Linked DNA regions of Mus musculus: region 1 is linked to region 2. A link is a contact called in public HiChIP or PLAC-seq data. All regions are on one chromosome and are shown on one strand. Each heading gives the region's core, a stretch centred on a gene start, on an enhancer-like site or on the middle of the called end of the contact. The rest is flanking DNA. Distances are from core to core; before and after follow the strand shown. Region 1 overlaps Flnb (filamin, beta). Region 2 overlaps Flnb (filamin, beta).

Evidence for each region. HiChIP or PLAC-seq counts read pairs in DNA pulled down with a chosen protein or histone mark.
Region 1: an H3K27ac HiChIP or PLAC-seq map of trophoblast stem cells shows a contact between it and region 2, with 16 read pairs. The contact joins two enhancer-like sites. A contact is called at or near these places in 30 of 484 Hi-C or Micro-C datasets (B cells, the C10 cell line, CD8 T cells and 18 more) and 14 of 115 datasets of contacts at active chromatin or transcription factors (the HPC-7 cell line, the NIH/3T3 cell line, a colorectal cancer cell line and 10 more).

Annotation. Positions count from the first base shown.
Region 1 is chr14:7,922,308-7,926,101 of GRCm38.p6, forward strand. Flnb (filamin, beta) reads left to right here. Exons shown (of 46, transcript NM_134080.1): 30 at 368-406; 31 at 1,148-1,250; 32 at 1,866-2,006. Among named protein-coding and RNA genes, the nearest start is that of Gm45521, 33 kb to the right of the region's middle. Within about 2 kb of position 2,259, at least 21 of the 459 cell types and tissues checked have an H3K27ac peak or open chromatin away from gene starts, as enhancers often do. A contact at or near this core is called in trophoblast stem cells, where this site is marked.
Region 2 is chr14:7,832,070-7,835,736 of GRCm38.p6, forward strand. All of the region lies in intron 1 of Flnb (filamin, beta), which reads left to right. Among named protein-coding and RNA genes, the nearest start is that of Flnb, 16 kb to the left of the region's middle. Within about 2 kb of position 1,557, at least 72 of the 459 cell types and tissues checked have an H3K27ac peak or open chromatin away from gene starts, as enhancers often do. A contact at or near this core is called in trophoblast stem cells, where this site is marked.

The DNA.
Region 1 (3,794 bases), core at 1,009-3,508, 91 kb after region 2:
TCTAAAAAGTGTAGTAAGAACATATCGCTCTTACAGGATATTATAACACGTGCCTATTATCCCAGCACTTGGGAGATGGAGACAGGAGAGTTAGCAGTTCAAGGCAATCCTTGGAGAGTCTTTGGAGTTTTGTGGAGAGTTTGAGGCCAGCCTGGTTTACATGAGAGGCTCTGTATCCAGGAACACACACACACACACACACACACACACAGAGAGAGAGACAGAGAGAGAGAGAGAGAGAGAGAGAGAGAGAGAGACTAGCCAGTACCTGCTGGAAATTGGGGGAGGGGAGAGCTCAAGCTGTAGGATCTTGGGTAATAATCCCTCTGGTGTGGTTCCCGATTAACTTCCATTTGCCATCAACTAGGCCACCGATGGGGAAGTCACAGCCATGGAGGAGGCACCGGTAAATGCATGTCCCCCTGGATTCAGGCCCTGGGTACACTTTGGTTTTTCCCTTTTGCATTTCTGGGTTTATTCAGCCTTCATTTTAGAAAAGCTGCTGCCTGCTTGTGGGAATCGCTTAAGTCCTTGGTGTCCTGGCCGTTGGTGTGTCCCCCCCCCCCCCACTGATCACCTCATCACAACCCCACTTTCTCTGTAAGATCCACCTTCATGTCACCACCTGCTCCCCACGAATCGCCAGCCATCATGTCTGTGATCACGCGCGGTGCGGTTTTCCCCCACGTTCAAAGAGCAAGATGGACGGCTATTGGCAGGCCTCCTCCTGACTCCAAGCCACCACTTGTGCATCTGGTTTCTGTCTAGGGCAAAGCCACCCGCTACCACTCTGTGCCACTTAAAACACACCTTCTTTTCTAGGCCACAAGCAACTAAACCTCTCCAGGTGTGGAGCCTCTTGGGACTCAGTCATTGCTCTCTGCCGCCTCCATTTTCCTGTGGGCGACATTGGGAATTCTACAAGCACCCTGTTGACCAAGTGTTTTCTAGCAAATGATCAGTGGAACTTCTCAGGGCCGTCCAACTCTCTCCAGGCCCAGTCACACAAAGCCCCATAAATACTCGTGGCCACACCCCCAAATTTAGGCCTCATTGCCTTGTAGAGTTCCCAGTGGTTCCGCCCCCCCATAGCTCCCCCAGCCCACACTGCTGTCCGGTTACCAAGTGAACGCTCTCGTGTTTTTAGGTTACAGAAGAGGCCTATGTCCCTGTGAGTGACATGAACGGGCTAGGCTTCAAGCCCTTTGACTTGGTGATTCCATTTGCCGTCAGGAAAGGAGAAATTACAGGTAAACCCTTGTGGGGCTCACCTTACTCTTTATTTGTTGTTGCATCTGAGGCCCAGAGCAGTGCTTGGGCGGTGACTACTGTCCCTTATTTCCCCAGCCAGACACCAGAAAGTGTTTCTCTGAAGAGGTGGTTGTTTATAGCTTGCATTACATTGCTGAGGAAGCTTGTGTTTCTCCTCAGGCTAGGAACTTCTTTGTTTAGATACCTCTTGCTGCCAGGTTTCTGTTTCTTTTTCCATGCTTTCTCTAACCACTCACTTTCCAACCTGTCTGTCACTCAGATCTGTGGTATCAGTTCCCTTCTGGGAGCCCAGCCTCCCTTCTCCTGCTTCTCTTACTGCTTTGTGGTCTTCTCAGACCCTCTTTGCACTTGTAATTGGCCTGTTAGAGATACCATGTATTTATTTATGAGCTAATTGCTTGCTGCATTTTGTGGAAACCAGGTGGAAGCCATAGAAAGCCAGGCAGTCTCAGTTTTCCTGGGGGGAGGGGGGGGCACTTGGACACTTCAGGCAGCATGAGTGTTCTGGGATCTGAGGACCTCTGGTGAAGACATCTGCTGCTTGGGGAAAGGTCACCAGTGACCTCACTGCCATGTGTCACTATGCTCTCCAGGCACGGTGCATATGCCTTCTGGGAAGAAGGCTACACCTGAGATTGTGGACAACAAGGACGGCACGGTCACTGTGAGATACGCGCCCACTGAAGTCGGCCTCCACGAGATGCACATCAAGTACAGGGGCAGCCACATCCCGGGTAAGTGGGGTACAGCGGCTCGCTAGCCTCAGGCATCTGGGAGACACAGCCAGGGCAGATTCAGGAGTGTGATGTTGGCTTCCATTCAAAAACAGCCTCCTGGGCCAGGGTATAGGGCCATGTCGCTATGGTTGTGTGTCTTCATAACTGTCAAATATGGCCAACTACAACGCAGGCACAGGAAGTGAGGCTTTCTGGCCTGGCCTGCAAGACCCTGTGGGGTATGGATGCTAGCCTCCTCAGACACAGGGCTTAGCAGACAGATGGCGCCCACACAGGGAACTAGTTTTCGTTTCCTACCCATGGACAGGTTCAGCATTGGTTGTTACTCTTTGTAATCATTTCAATATCTTCTGATTTTATAATTAGATAATGTGATCATACATACCTATAACCTCCCTCTGCCCTCTCCTGGAGATTGATTGTTGGTAAATTTTATGTTCAATTTTAGAAAAATTTTAAGACTACATGCAAGTAAAAATACAGATTTTAAAATCCAACCCCCTTTTACTGAAATTTTACTTACATCAGCTGTCCTTGCCTTTTCCCTCTGAATAACACGAGCAGGAAAGCTGTGCATGTCTACACATGTCTCTCCCTCATCTGGAAGACACTGCAGATGTCCCAGTGTAATACTGGGGAGTATTTCTTCTCTTCCTGCCATTGCTGTTGCCTCTTTTGTTGGCACTCTTGGTGTAGCAGTGCGATTTGGCCCCTTGGGCAAAAGTGCTGGGGGGGGGGGGGGTGCAGACCAAAGCCTTTGAGACTTGGATACACTGTAGCATAGTGCTCTTCCTGGGGCTGTTACATGTGGAGCCAAGCAGTGAAGGAACGCACCTGCCTTGCCACAGGCTTGCCCTGTAGAGTCTACTTTGCAATTGTTTGTCAGTCTGGTGATTGAAAATGCATGGTACCGAGGTATTTGTTCCTGCAAATGAGAAGAGACAATTTTCCATATATTGTATCTTTCCAATTCTTTCTCTGTGAGCTGTATCTTCATATTCTTCGTCTGTTTTCCTTTTGGAAAAAATTATCTTTTAAGGTGGGAAGTGGGAGTTTAAAATCCTTCTTGGTTTGTCACTTGCTTTAACAGATGTTCACATGTATACACAATACTTGGTTAAAGCATTTTTTTTTCTGTTTAAGGATTCTAATGATAATAGGTGCAGAACTTAACAGTCGTGACTCAAGCTTCAGGCAGGCACTAGATGTCTATATTCAGGAGGCTGAGGTCAGCCTGGGCTATACAATGAGACTACTGAAAACAGCAACAGTCCTCTGTTGGCTCTCGCCCTTCTCCTCCATTGCCATGTGTCTACCGTCTCAGATGCCTGCTATGTACTTAAGATACATCTTAGCGCACTTAGATTTATCCTGTTAAAGGAACAGCATAGTGGTTCTTTTCTGTTACTGTGTATGTATAATGTGTATATGTATGGTCACACATGCCAAGCTATGCATGTGGAGGTCAGAGGAAAGGTTTGTAGAGTTAGTTCTCTCTTTATACCTTTACATGGGCTGTAAGGATCACATTCATGTCAGTAGGCTTGCACAAGTTTCTTTACCCACACTGAGCCATCATACCAGCCGCTATGAAATATCAGTTTTACATATAAAGACAGTTTGCTTTTCTCTGATGTGACATACTGCGGTTAACCTCTCAAGGTCGTACTCGTGGATCTTTAATGTTCCATATGTAGGTCGACTCCCGGATGATTTCCTGGTTTGCAGGTGGATCCTGGAGACTAAAGAGCTTTAATAGGGATGAGAGTAGCCGTGGATCACTGT
Region 2 (3,667 bases), core at 307-2,806:
AAATGATAGCTGATTCTGTCCATAGCACTGGTTCCACTTTATCTTGCAAAAACAAGTGCATTCTGCTAATGTCCTGGGTGCAGCTCCTGCTGTCTTGTCAGGATTTAGTGGAAATTAGGAGCAGTAGGGAGCTAGAAAGACAAGAAGGTCTTTCCAGTATCAATCTCTGCAACCACAAGGCCATGCTGACTGCCTTGCATGCTTTCATGTGGATCAAAGTAGCAAAGTGAGCCATCTGTTTCCACCCAGCACCCGGATAGAAGACTAGCAGTCCAGGACTTGGCCCTGGGTATCAATTTCTCTCACTTTAATCCAGGCTCTTATGTCTGGGACATTGTAGGGCAGCCTGTGCCACCTGGCACCAGCACTTTCACTGTCCTAGGTATGCCCTTAACCCTAGCACAGTCCAACCTTGTGCTATGAAGCTTATGGTAGTACTTTAACAGTAATGCTCGGGAACTACCCTGAAGATCCCTGAAGGTTGCTGGATCGGGATGGGCGTAGGAGGCTGCCATAGTGAATTCTGTGGATTCTAATGTAGGAGTGGATCTGGGAAGTGACTGCAGTGTCCTCAGTTCTCCCCGCTACCAGGCTGAAGGGATGTGTTTGCGTCTTGCTTCCTCCATTTGCCTGCTGATTCCATGGGTAGGTTAGACTCCTGACTGATAGGACAACATAATAATCATCATTTTCTTTTCTGTGCCCAGGGAACATCCAGCCCTTTTCCCAAAGGTAGAGTTGGTAAAGGTTCTTGAGTGAGGAAGGCAGATCTGTTTAAGCACAGGAAGGAATGAGTCAGTCAACGGGGCACAATGGCTTTTGTTTCTCCAGCTCGGGCAGGTCAATGTATCAATAGCATCAGCAGCTGTTTAGCCAAGGCTCAGGCTAGCTATTCTTTCTTTTCTTTGGTTTTGTTGTTGTTGTTGTTGTTTTTGTTTGTTTGTTTGTTTTTGGCAGGGGTGGGGTGGGTTTGGTTGTTTTGTTTTGTTTTGTTTTGTTTTGTTTTGTTTTGTTTTCCGAGACAGGTTTCTCTGTGTAGCCCTGGCTGTCCTGGAACTCACTTTGTAGACCAGGCTGGCCTCGAACTCAGAAGTCCGCCTGCCTCTGCCTTCCAAGTGCTGGGATTAAAGACGTGGGCCACCACTGCCTGGCTCCATGCTAGCTATTCCTATTCCCAGGTCTATCGCTAAATTCATTAGGACCCCCTTCTCTGACCTTACTTTTGTGTCTGTAAAAAAACAAGAACGGAATGAGGCCAGCCTCTCCTGGACTCACTCTGGACAGTAAAGGAGCCACCTCCCCTCTCCTACTTTTACATTCTATGGCGGTGTCCATTTCATCCTCACTTAATTTTATTTCCGCCTGCAGTTGACTCACTTTTACAACAGATGTAATTGAAAAGGAGACTTTGTGTCACTATCATAATGGAAAAGCAACATCACTGAGTAAATGGAAGGTAACCATAAATAAACCCAAAACAGTGTTATAAAGTAGCAGCCAGCTTGCCTCTGCTCAGCAGGAGGCCTCTCTGCTTGTAGTAAAAGGGGGAAATGAGCAGCTGAGCTTGTGGAAAGTAACCATGAGCGCACTAATGCTAAGCCCTTCTCCTGGCCTGCTCAGACCTGATGGAGGACTGGACCTGCGGGGAGAACCACATCTCTGATGCATCATGACTGGTAGCCACGCAGCTCTGATTACATTAGTAATTTACAGTGGTTTCCCCCTTTATCTGTGGTTGGAGACCATGGAGATAAACAATGAGTAAGTTTTAAGTTGTACCCCGAGCTGGAGGTGGTGTCTCACCCCTTTAATCCCAACACTTGGAAGGCAGAGGTAGGTGAATTGCTGAGGTCGAGGCCAGCCTGGTCTATAGAGAGAGTTTCAGGACAGCCAGGGCTACACAGAGAAACCCTGTCTCAAAAAACAAGCAAACAAAAACCAAAACAAACAACAAACAAAATTATACCCTATTCTGAGTATAGATTCTTACACCACCCACGTCATCCTTCCGGGACAGATCCATTCAATTGTCAGGAGGGTCTACGTCCCATTTATTTATTCTAAGTCTGCTTTGTAAAACATGATGTAGGTCCAAGAAGCAAACTGAAAGATTATTTGCTGCGATACTGTTTGTGTTAAGTTTTATTTGCATGTGTATGCAAAACCAATACATATATATATATGTTCATGGGAATGACCGCTAACAAATTGTGTGGTTGCCAGGCTGTATGTGTGCCGTAACTGGGGCATACAGTCCAGGTACACAGCTGGTTGTGGTAGTGCATTTGTTAAATCCCAGCCCTGGGGGTTGGGGTGGGGGGAGGATCTCTGAGAGTTTGAGGTCAGCCTGGTCTGTGTAGAGAGTTCTAGGCCAGCCAGGGCTACATAGTGAGATCCTGTCTCAATAACAAAAGTGGGAGGGGGTATGCAGAGGGTTTTGATTCTTCATGTATTTAATTCTTCTGTTGAATGGTAATTGTGTCATATTATAATTTCCCTGTTCGGTGTGTTTGTATAGACGATTTCCCTTATAAAAAGGCTGAGAATGTAGCTCAGTGGTAGAGTAGCCTGGCACGTACAAAGTCCTGGAAGAAAGAAAAGCATAACTGACTAGAAATGGTGGCACAAAGCTGTAGTTCTCGCTTATCAGGAGGTTTGGAGGAGTTTGATTCAACCTAACAAGACAAATATATGGATTGATAGAGCCCATTTCTCTATTTGACCATGGAAAAGAGAAACATGCCTTGCGTCTATTATTCTGTTTGGATGTCTTGCATACAAGTTTGAGCCCAGTTTGTAACAAAGAACATAGATCATCCTCAAGATGTTGGGATATGATAGTAAGACAAAAGCCATTCATGCTGAGTAGGAGTCCTCCCCACAGCTGTGTTGAAAGACCTGAGCTAATTACCTTAGGAGTATAAGGCCCTCCTGTTGCTAGTGAACATGATAAGCTTGGGGTTCCCAAAGACACAGAGCCCCAGAAGTTTGCCTCCAGGAACCTGCCGTCAATAGCCTTTTGTCTGAGAGAAGATGTTTTTCAGAGTATTCCAAGGTACTACTGAGATATTTGCATTCTCTAAAAGTAGGTAGAAGTCCAGAGTAGGGGATAATCTGACCAGGAATGAATGGCAGGGAGGGTCGCACTCTGACCTAAACTTTGCACTGGCCAAATTAATTCTGTTGGTCCTCAACAAGTAGAGTGTGTTCTGGTCTCTAAATTTAAAATTTTAAACAAACAAACAAAAAACATTTTTTTTATTACAACTCAGATATAGTAAAGGGTACTTTATCATACTTGCAGGCAGATACCCTTTCACCCTTAGATATACATTCCTTCACATAGAAGGGTACCACTACCAATATGAAGACAGAGCATACCTGTGGACCTATGCAACAGCCTTCAAAGTTCCTTTGAACTTTGACCTGGACTTTGATATCTCTCCATTTCAGGTTTCCAAGTGCTGGGATTACAGATGTGTGCCTTCATGCCCAGCTTGGTTTTTGTTTGGGTTTTAAAAATACTCTTCTTTTAAAGATGGTTGGTATAAGTGACAGTCATTTTAGTTACTTTTACAAAACTTTTAAGTTTTCATGTAAATAGTTCTTGTAACTAATAGGCAAAGGTCCCCATACTCCCACCACATGGGTTAACTAGTAGCATTGG